2 separate regions of the Mus musculus genome follow, and region 2 is linked to region 1. Evidence: chromatin contacts called from public HiChIP or PLAC-seq data. All regions are on one chromosome and are shown on one strand. Each heading gives the region's core, a stretch centred on a gene start, on an enhancer-like site or on the middle of the called end of the contact. The rest is flanking DNA. Distances are from core to core; before and after follow the strand shown.

What was found. HiChIP or PLAC-seq counts read pairs in DNA pulled down with a chosen protein or histone mark.
Region 2: an H3K27ac HiChIP or PLAC-seq map of embryonic fibroblasts shows a contact between it and region 1, with 2.9 times the contacts expected there. The contact joins two enhancer-like sites. A contact is called at or near these places in 1 of 15 datasets of contacts at CTCF or cohesin (the NIH/3T3 cell line), 8 of 484 Hi-C or Micro-C datasets (Sertoli cells, bone marrow-derived macrophages, common lymphoid progenitors and 4 more), 3 of 115 datasets of contacts at active chromatin or transcription factors (embryonic fibroblasts, embryonic forebrain and embryonic stem cells) and 4 of 9 other capture datasets (adipose tissue, embryonic stem cells, liver and 1 more).

What each region holds. Positions count from the first base shown.
Region 1 is chr11:76,057,832-76,062,976 of GRCm38.p6, reverse strand. All of the region lies in intron 19 of Vps53 (VPS53 GARP complex subunit), which reads left to right. Among named protein-coding and RNA genes, the nearest start is that of Rflnb, 33 kb to the right of the region's middle. Within about 2 kb of position 2,951, at least 71 of the 459 cell types and tissues checked have an H3K27ac peak or open chromatin away from gene starts, as enhancers often do. A contact at or near this core is called in the NIH/3T3 cell line and embryonic fibroblasts, where this site is marked.
Region 2 is chr11:76,157,208-76,162,374 of GRCm38.p6, reverse strand. The region is part of intron 4 of Vps53 (VPS53 GARP complex subunit); the gene reads left to right. The region is part of intron 1 of Gm46252 (a long non-coding RNA gene); the gene reads right to left. Among named protein-coding and RNA genes, the nearest start is that of Gm46252, 8.9 kb to the right of the region's middle. Within about 2 kb of position 1,659, at least 33 of the 459 cell types and tissues checked have an H3K27ac peak or open chromatin away from gene starts, as enhancers often do. A contact at or near this core is called in the NIH/3T3 cell line and embryonic fibroblasts, where this site is marked.

The sequences.
Region 1 (5,145 bases), core at 1,702-4,201:
AGCTTTGTATGGGACCTCGCCATCAGCCTTTGTATAGATCCAGCACACATTCTCAAGTAGATAGTCTGAAGAGACTGAGACTGGTTTCCCTGGTGTAGGGAGCTATGGTCACCTGGCGGCTCCTTTTGCTTCTTTGTTTTGTCTTTTGAGGTAGGTTCCCATATTGTAGCCCAGACTGGTCTCAGATCCGTTAGATAAGCATATCCTCACCAAGTGTACAGAACAAGGTTGCAGAAACTGTCTTGGGGCGTGAGGAGTGAAGGCTTTGGGCTTCTCTGAGGGTTGCTGCTGGAAGGAGAAGATGCGGTGTTCTTAGTACAGCAGAGGCCCTGGGTGTTGCTGTGCAGAGCCACAGGAGAAATCAAGCAGGGAGGGCCTGAGCTCGAATCCCTAGGAAGCTCCTTGTCGGGCTCCTTTCTCCCCGTCTGAATTCTCCTCTGAAGCATGATGACGGCACGCCTGTGATCCCAGCAGGTAGGAGGCTAACAGTACGATTTTGAATCCAAGGCCAATGTACAATATATATTGAGACCCTGTCTTAAACCAAAAGACTTGGTTAATGTCACCTGAATACTGGTGAACTGAGTTCATCAACTACAGCGTCACTTTGAGTTTGTCTCCCACCTGTTCGGTCTGCCTGGAATTTGGGCAGTTTGAGTTCAGGGAACACTTTGAGTGATTTAAAAAATAAAAACAGGGCTGGAGAAATGGCTTAGTGGTTAAGAGCACTGACTGCTCTTCCGAAGGTCCTGAGTTCAAATCCCAGCAACCACGTGGTGGCTCACAACCATCTGAAATGAGATCTGACACCCTCTTCTGGTTCATCTGAAGACAGCTACAGTGTACTTAGATATAATAATAAATAAATCTTTTTTAAAAAAATAAATAACAATAAAAACAGGGATTAGGGAGATTGCTCTGTGATAAACACTGACCAAAATCAACTTGAGGAAGAAATGGTTTATTTTCATACAGGTCACAGTTCATCATCAAGGGGAGCTAAGATAGGAACTGAAACAGAGGCCATGGAGAAAACTGCTTACTGGCTTGCTCTCCATGGCTTGCTCAATTTGATCTCTTTCTTATGGAACCCGGGACCACCAGGCTAAGGGTGGCACCACCCACAATCGTCTTGGTCTGGGCCCTCTTGCACCAATCAGTAATCAAGTAAGTTCCCCACAGACATGCCCATAGGCCAGTCTGATGGAGGCAACTCCTCAGTTGAGGTTCCCTCAACTCAGGTAACTCTAGTTTGTGACAAGTTGACAAAAACTAATTAGCACGCCATGCAAGGGTGTGGGTCTGAGTTTGATCTCCATAAAAAGCACCCACATAACAGGACTAAAGATGGCTCAACATTTAAGATCACTTCCTACTCTTGCAGAAAACCTGGATTCTGGTTCCAAAACCTACTCTGGGCAGGTCATAGCACCTGTACCTTCAGTCCTGGGGCATCTGATGCCTTCTTCTGTCCTTCACAGGCACTGCACACACATGGCATGCAGATAGACAAACAGACACACAAACGTAAACATCAGTAAAGCACACTTAAAATAGGAACAAGAGTGGTCGTGTGTTCCAGCAATGGGGAGGGGCAAACAAGAGGGTCCCTGGGGTTTACTGGCTAATCAAGCTTAATCAACAAGACCCTATCTGAAGAACAAAGGTGGAAAGCAATTGAGGAAGATACTCGGTGTCTGCCTTGACCTACACACACACACACAAATATTTACTACTCCGACCTCTGAAAATACCATATAAAGTGTAAACTGTTCACAGGCAAATCAAGAACAACTCATAGTCAACTCCATCTGTGAACACTTAGGCTACATGTAAGAAGATTGTGTAATTCATTTCCATAGATCCTGCCCAGTACCAAACAAAGCAATGAGGTAGAGGCTCAACTCTTTCCCAGCTCAGTGCCCTGCCCTTGTGGTTCCTTGGCTGTGTTGACAGCCAACCCCACCCCTCACCCCCAGCCCCAGCCCTTGTCTCTGGGTCAGGAAGATTGCTAGTTAAGCATGTATTGGAATACTCATGAAGTGTCAAAGGCAGGTAGCAACATCTTGAATCTAAGTGCAATATGATTTTGTCCCCTCTGTCAGCAAGTACAGGACACTTGAGTACTCAGGCTCTGAGCTCTGGAGTGGCATGAGCAGAGGCTGGACCCTGTGCCCACAACAGTGCATCTGTTTGTGCATAGGTACTTTACAGGACCTCCATTTCCTGTCTCTGAAATAGTGCTTAGAACTACCCCATGAAGTAGCTGTGAGGGTTAAACAAAATAGAGCGGTATGTGGTGGCATACACCAGTAATCCCAGACCTTGGGGAAGCTGAGGGATTGTAAGTTTGAGGACAACCTAGGCTATAGAGCTAGATATTGTCTCAGAATAAAATAAAACAAAATTAGTAAAAATTAAACCCAGTGCCCATAAGCAAGACGCACGGCTGTCATGTAGCCAGCCCTTATTAAACACCAGCCCTGCTCACTGTAAACTTCCGAAGACCCGGACATGACCTTGTTTCTGTTTCATTGTTCGTCTGCTCTGATACCTATCCACATGCAACCTGCATGAAGACTTCTAGTCAGAGCTTGCCCTCGGCTGTCTGCCTGACCAGCTCCAGCCCGAGTCAAAAATGTTGTCTTGGAAAACTCCCTGGGAGGTTGTACGACTCAGACACCAGCTGGGCTTGACTGCAGCAGTCGGTGTTCTGAAATCCTGACCCTGGCATGTCCGGAGCACAATGCTCATTCTCTCCATCGGAAGTGGCAGAGCGAGGCCCTCACATGCCAGCTCCAGTTTCATTAGTGAATGTTTACCAGGCACTCACTCTTTGGCCTCATTACAGTGTGCCATCTAAGAGGATATGGAGTGATTAAGATCTGTGTCTGGGAGCAGCCGTAGGGTTCTCAGTTACATTTCTGTCTACAGACTTGACCAAGCCTCTGGAATCCAAAGCTGACTCATGGGAACAGTTCTGTGTTTTGTAGCCTTGCTCAGGCCTCTTGAGACTGGTGTAGTGTCTAACAGCCATGGAAGTTTGGATGTTGTCACATAAGTCCTATACCATGACTGTTTTCCTCAAATGTTCTCTTGTATAAAACAATCTCAGCTGGAGAAAGGTAGGGGCATATCTGCCACACAGCACATTCAGGAAGCAAAAGCAGGAGAGTTGTAAATTCAAGGCCAGTGTGCGCTGTGTAATATGACCCTGTCTCGAATAACAGAACAGAATCAGACTCTGGGATGTTATCTCAGGAGCAGGACGTTTGGCCAGTGTTCACATCTGCTTTTAGTTGCCTGTGAGAAGCCCATCTTCTATAGCTAAGTCTCATTTCTCATACCCCAAGCAAAGACAATAAGCAGTAATAGGTGGCTATTCACACAACTACCTGTAGAGGCTTTAAGGAAGAGTCAAGGGCAATGTGGCCCTTCAGTGGTTCCCATGTGTAGTTCAGGTTATCTGTGTAAGGTTAGCCCTGGCATCTGAACTCTGAAATCCAAGCCATGATGTAGCTAGAGGTCTGTTCACTTAGGCAGTAGGTCCAAGGAATCAAGAAATTAATAAAGGGGCCGGAGAGTTGACCCAGCGGGTAAGAGCAGTCGTTGTTGCTCTTATAGACTACTTGAACGGATAGGCTGCCTCACTCATACTCTCTCTCTCTCTCTCTCTCTCTCTCTCTCTCACACACACACACACACACACACACACACACATACACACACAGAGTATAATAAAATCAATTTTTGAAAGAAAATTAATAGAGAGATGCTTGTGGGTAGAAACACATTTTGACACACTCTGCCTTGCGTCATGGCCCTGACCCAAGCTTTAACTAAAGCTGTAGAATTCAAAGCTACGGCTGAGCCTCTTCTTCCAATAGGTGCTAGATATCTCCTAGGTTGAGGTTAGGCTTGAATATAGATGTGAGAAATAAAAAAGGAGCCCTTGCTGCTCCTTATTCTTGACTTGATTAGTACATACAGTGAGTTATTTATCTTCAGGCCCCAGAGTCCTCTTGAGCGGTTACAAGGGCACGTGGAATTGAACCGTTCCTGTATTGTAATACTCCTTGCTGGTTTGTGATTTTCAGAGAATCTTGTGGGATTTGCAGGGTCATTAATTAGTCTTACAACGGAGGTCATCTGTGACTGAACACAGCAGAAATAAAATCCATTTGCCTAAACTTACCCTAGAGAAAACAGTCTAGTGTGGTGTTGGAAAAGATGCACAGTCCTCGCTCTGCTGTTGATGGCCCCCTTGTTCCCACATCACTCCTGTCTGCGCCATGCTCACTGTCCTATTTCAATAAAAGCACTGAAACAGGCACTCTCCACAGGCCCTTCTAGTCCTTCCCCACTGCTAAAACCTCATGTTTGTCAAGTTACTTTTTCTTTCATGTGTTATCGTTATTTATTTGGTTTTGGTTTTCAAACAGTACTCTACTATGTAACCCATAGTTCCAAATAAATGCCTTCAAATAAATCCACAAACCTCCTGCATCAGCCTGCTGAAGGACAGAATGATAAGCATGCAGACCACCATGCCCAGTTTACAGCATATCTAGGGGATGGAAATACGGCTTAATGATCAAGCACATGCTTGGTGTATGTAAGATCCCAGGTTACATTCTCAGCACCATAAAAAAAGAATCTTTCTGGATATGTCCCAGTGGAACATTTTGAAACTGTACATAACATCGAACATGCCGTCTTCTAGTGTGCAGCTCACTGGCATTAAGTGTAGATGTTGCTGAGGATCTGTCATGAAGATGATCTCCAAAGTGAACCTCTGCACCATCTAACCACTGCTCCCACCATAGCCCCGTCCGTCTCTGAGTCTGACACTCTTCAAAGAAGTGCGAGAAGACAGCAGTTGTCTTTTGTGCTCTTTTAACCTAGCCTCATGTCATCAGAAATCCTTTTAAGAGTTTCACTGTTTCCAAGAATGAGAAAGTAAGAGGGTTATTCTCAGGCACATCTCTTCTATGGAGCCTTCAGAGAGCAGGGCTTCTTCATTAAAAGGAAAAGGGGCTCAGTAGTTAAGAGCACTGTCTGCTCTTTCAGAGAACCAAGGTTCAGTTCCCAGTACCCACATTGCAGCTCACAACCATCTGTAACTCAGGCAATCAGATGTCTCTT
Region 2 (5,167 bases), core at 410-2,909, 100 kb before region 1:
GCCTCCCTGTTGCTGAGAAGGCAGGCGTGTATTGCTGTATGAGGCTTTTTGTGGGTGTTGGGATTGAACTCAGGTCTTTGTACTTGAGAACCACCTATCTTAGCGATTGGGCTATTGCCCTAGATTCATTTTTAGTTTTATCCATTTCTGCTTCCTACATTTATGGCTTTCATTCTGTTCACTCATAATATACCCCTTCTGTTGGTATCCATGGTACACAGCCTATCTCTGTCCTTTTTCTTTTTTTCTTTCTTTTTAAAAAAGTGATGTATTTATTTTCACTTCATGTACATTGGTGTTTTGTGTGCATGGATATCTGTGTGAGGGTGTTGGATCTCCTGTAACTGAAGTTACAGACAGTTGTGAGCTGCCATGTGGGTTCTGGGAATTGAACCCAGGTCCTTTGGAAGAGCAGCCAAGTGCTCTTAACCACTGAGCCATCTCTCCGGCCCCTAACCTTTTTCTTATCATGAGTATTTGTTGCTGTTAGCTCTCTAAAGGTATCCTGTTTCCCGACCTCTCACAGGTTTACTACTTCGTCTTTGTCTACCTGGTCCCATGTTAACAGGACCTTAGGAGTGATAATCAGTAGGAAGGTCTCATTGTGCTGATTAACTCCACTTCTTGTGTCATGCCATTTGCCTCTTCAGAACACTCTGTGCCTCCTGACACTGAGTGAAGTCAAACACATTTTCTTACCTGCTGCTTGAGGCTGCCTTCAGTGTTTTCATACTCTGTCTCTTCGTTTGTACTGAAAACTTTCTGCTCTGTCACATGCCACGTGCTCTCTGACCCATGCATATCTTTGTACCTGTGTTAATTATTTATTATCTCTGTGACAAAGCACCCAACAAGAAGCAAATTAAGGGAAGAAGGGCTTATTCTGGCTTACAGTTGGCGAGGAGACATCTGTCATGACCCAGAAGGCACGGCGGCAGGAGCATTAGGCAGCTGGTCACATTGCATCCGCAGTCAGGAGGCAGGGAGAGGTAAAGGCTGCTATTCACTTCAGTTTCTTCTTTTTAGTCAGACTAGGACCCCAGCCTGTGTAGTTTAGGGAGGGTCTTCCTGCTTTCTTATCCTGATCTAGACAGCTCTGGATAATCCTGCTCACATTTGCCTCTTATCGGGTCACCCATCAGTCTTCTCTGTTAAGGCCTGAGTGCTTTTGTTTTTGTTTTGTTGGGGTTTTTGCTTCCCTTTTTTCCAGTTTTCACATTTTAAAGCTTTACCCATTTAAAGGCCAGCTCAAATACTGCTTTTTAAATAATGAAGTTTTATTTTTCCCATCTGAATAACACCAAAGGAATCATAATTTCAGGTCCAAGGAGACTTGACCTTTATCTGACTCTAGTCTTCTACAGAGGGGAGACAGATGTGTGCCCTTCCTACCTGTCACTTCTCAGCCCTCTGCTGTGCCAGGCCTCCGAGCTCATGCTCTTCCTTGGCTTGCCTATCCTCTTGGCTAGTTTGTAGACTTCTTGAAGGCAAGAACTCTTTTATTATCTTTACACTTCAGCTCAAATAGTCCTACATGCAACTACACTGAATATTTGGTGTGTCTTAGATTAGCTTGGGGCTTCCTGAATTCTAGGCAAGTGTGTGTAGCTCTATGGCTGAGCTACATCTCCAGCCTATGGTTCATGTGTGAATAGGCCCAGGCTGCTGCTATTTGGAATAGAACTACTGTATTGTGTGACCTACATTTAGAATGGCTCACCAGGAACCTTAAACTACTTGGGAGAGTCTCAGGTATGTGAAATTCTAAGAAAATGAAAAGAAGTTGATGATTCTTGAGGAGTGTTTGTTGGTCGTGCTGTGTTGGAGCACATCCTGGCCACTACCTGTGGGCCATGCTAGAGCAGCATGGGGGAGTGAGCCCCAGAAAGGGCAGGCCTCAGGAATGCCTCTCCCCACCTTCACGTGGTTGCCAGCAGGGCAGCTCGGATTTCAGAGAACAAGACCGTGTTTTCAAGAATGTTTAGATCACATTTCAGTCTGTGATGGAATTTTGTATTCATCTCCTTAGAATCCAGACAGAGAGGAAGCCCAGAAGAAATAATCGCTTTTCCTGTCATCTCCTCCATCTGTCTCTCCAGCAGATTGAAATGCAAGCTCGAGTGGGGACTTTCAGCAGAGCATGCTTGGTTCTGTCTTTGTCAGCTCCTAGGGATAGAACTGTGACTCTGGTGGGTGGCTTGCTGATGGGCATCTCCAGCTGACTGGCACAGACGAGGGGAATTACGGATGGGCCAAAATACTGGGCTTCACAGGTCAGGACACCCGTGTGCCCCTCTTCCCTGGAGCACACTCAGAGATTGCTTTCAGAACTTATCTTCTCAGTGGCTGAGAACACTCAGGACAGCAGCAGTAGGGCCAAAGGAAGGTGCCCTGCCCAGACAGAATTTCCCAAGCCCACCAGAGCAGCTGTGCTTTTTAACCTTGAAAAGCAAGAGACCGACCTTAGTGCATATCATGGAGTCTTATTTGAATTTGCTTGCTTTTTTGTTGTTTTTGGGTTTTTTGTTTTGGTTTTTTTGAGACAGGGTCTCATGAAGTATATTTTGGCCTTATGACCCTCAGACTTCCACCTCCCAAGTGCTAGGGTTACAGGTGCATGCCTCCAGACCTGACTTTTATGATCTCTTGAAAGACATTTTTAAGACATTTACTATGGGGGGAGAGTCATAAGCGTGTGCATCAGTGCATGGACTGGGATCAGAGAACAAGTTGGCAGAGTCAGTTCTGTCTCCTTTTCTATGGTTCAGGACTGAAGCCCAGCTTGTTAGAACCTCATGCTGCTCAGCCATCTCTTGGCCTTGTAAATTACATTTTTAGGAGGGAAGTTCTTTTGTGTTCTCTGTCTGTCTGTCTGTCTGTCTGTGTCTGTCTGTGTCTGTGTCTGTGTCTGTGTCTGTGTCTGTGTGTAGGCAGGAGATCAGTGTCTCTCCACCTTACTTTTTAAAGCAGGGTCTCTCACTGAACCTGAAGCTCACTGAGCTAGGCTGGCTAAACAGCAATCCCTTGAGAGCTACTCTCCAGCACTGAGATTATAGGTGTATGCTGCTGCTCCCATATTTTCTGGGGTGCTAGAGATCAAACTCAGGCCCTCATGCTCCTTCACTGAGCACTTTGCCTGAACCCTGAAAAAAGTTTTTTTTTTTTTTTTAATTGTTTGGAAGTGAGCATGGTGGCACATTCCGTTAGTCCCAGCACTCAGGAAATAGAGGCAGGAGGATCTCTGTGAGTCCAAGGCCAGCTTGGTCTACAGATAGAGCTCTGGGCCAGTTAGCTATATAATGAAACCTTGTCTTAAAATTTTTGTTTGTGGGATGGAGAGATGATCCTGTGGTTAGGAGTCCTTGTTGCTCTTCCAGAAGACCCAAGGTTCCTGGTACTCATGTTGGACAGCTCACAATCACCTATAACTCCAGCTTTGGCAGATCTGATGCCTCTGACCTTTGTGGACGCCACACTCCTGAGTACAAACTTGTACCCAGACACGTACATATACACATAAATAAATATTTAAAAAATATTTGGGCAGATTTTAAATGGAAGATTCAATGAGGCTGTTTTTCAGTTTCTAGAATACTAGCTGCTTGGTTAGCAATCAGCTAAATAAACATTTTGGAAAGCCTTTGCTTGTTGACTGTCCCTTGTGTGGGCCAGCATGAAGTGGTCTAGTCTGTGACTTCTTCTAACCAGACTACAATGCTCTTACAAAATTCCTGTGGCACCAAGTCCTCCCCATTTTCATCTGTTGAGATCATCAGTCCACAACTCTAGTTAAATGTTCACATGTTGAAAATGTGTGGATAGTGAGTCAGTTCAGCAAATACATGCTCTGCTATGCTCTAAAATGTATGCCGCTTCCCAAGAGTTAAAGCAGGGAGCTAGAAGGTAGCTAGAAAGAGGTGAGTGGAAGAGCAGGTTCAAGGAGGGAAAAGCTGGGATTGAAGTTGCAAGAGTGCCGCCACAGCATGACCAGTTCCCAGGGAGCTTGCTGCGAATCACGGATGCAGGAGTGGCTTCCGGCTTTGTCTCTTGTGTGCAGCTTGGCCAGAGCATGGCTGTTTCTTTGAACAGAGCCTGACTGAGGTTTAGGAAGGGAAGAGAACAATCACCACCCTCTCCAGCCCCCTGCTTACTGAAGCCCAGGTTTAGACTACTGTGGTGTGAGCCTTGACCCCATGGAAATGACTTTATACGGCTTCTCTGATGGTTTGTGATTCTGCAGAAGCATGGAAATGTATATGATCACAACTGTACTGGCCCATAGAGTAGACTTTTCAGATGTGTTCAGCTTTAATTGCGAGAATTCTCTTAGACTGAACTGAGTAGGGAAGTAGCTTCACTACAGCTCTCATCAGTCTCAGTTCTGCCAGGTGGATCATGTACACCTAGCCCCATTCCCTGTGATAGTCTCTGCCATTTAGAATGGCTGTGGGGTTCCTTTTCTGACATAACCACCCTGCATTTCCTTAATTCTCTGATGCTATTTCCAGAGCTTTCCCTGTTCTGAATGGCATTTGTCAGCATTCCCTTAATGTGAGATCCTCGGGAGTAGACACTATATAAACACACAGGGGGTGCTCTATTTCCTTTTTTGAGACTGGGGCCACGTGAAGATTCCTTCTCTGGGGAGACACAGATCAATCTATCCTTTCCTCACAAGGTCCCAACAACAAACCAAGTACAGTTTCACCAGAATTCACCCTGGGGAACAAATGAGTTTATTGAATTTACTTGCAGTGTATGGGCTAGAGGTTATTGGCAGGAGTTTGGGTGGCCCCAAAGAAGACTTGAAAGTCTTCACCCAACATGACTGATAGCTTCCCCATAGCAACACACATGAAGTTCCACTTTAATTAACCGTCACCAACCTGTATTCTCTAACTCCTCCCAAGATCCTCAAGGCCCGTGCAGTTATGGCAGAATTGCAGGCAGATGACTGGGAAGACCAACTGGTTTCTCAGATGAGAGTCCAGTAACCTTCCCATGCCCTCCTTCTCTGAGGGAATGCCATCCTTCAACAAACCAAATGGTTAATGATGGGCTCTCGAAAGCATCCACACCTGACCTGATGAAGATACAGGATGTTTCATTGAGATAACTGCTTTCTGTTATAGACCATTCAGGATCTATCAACACCCTGAGATTAACT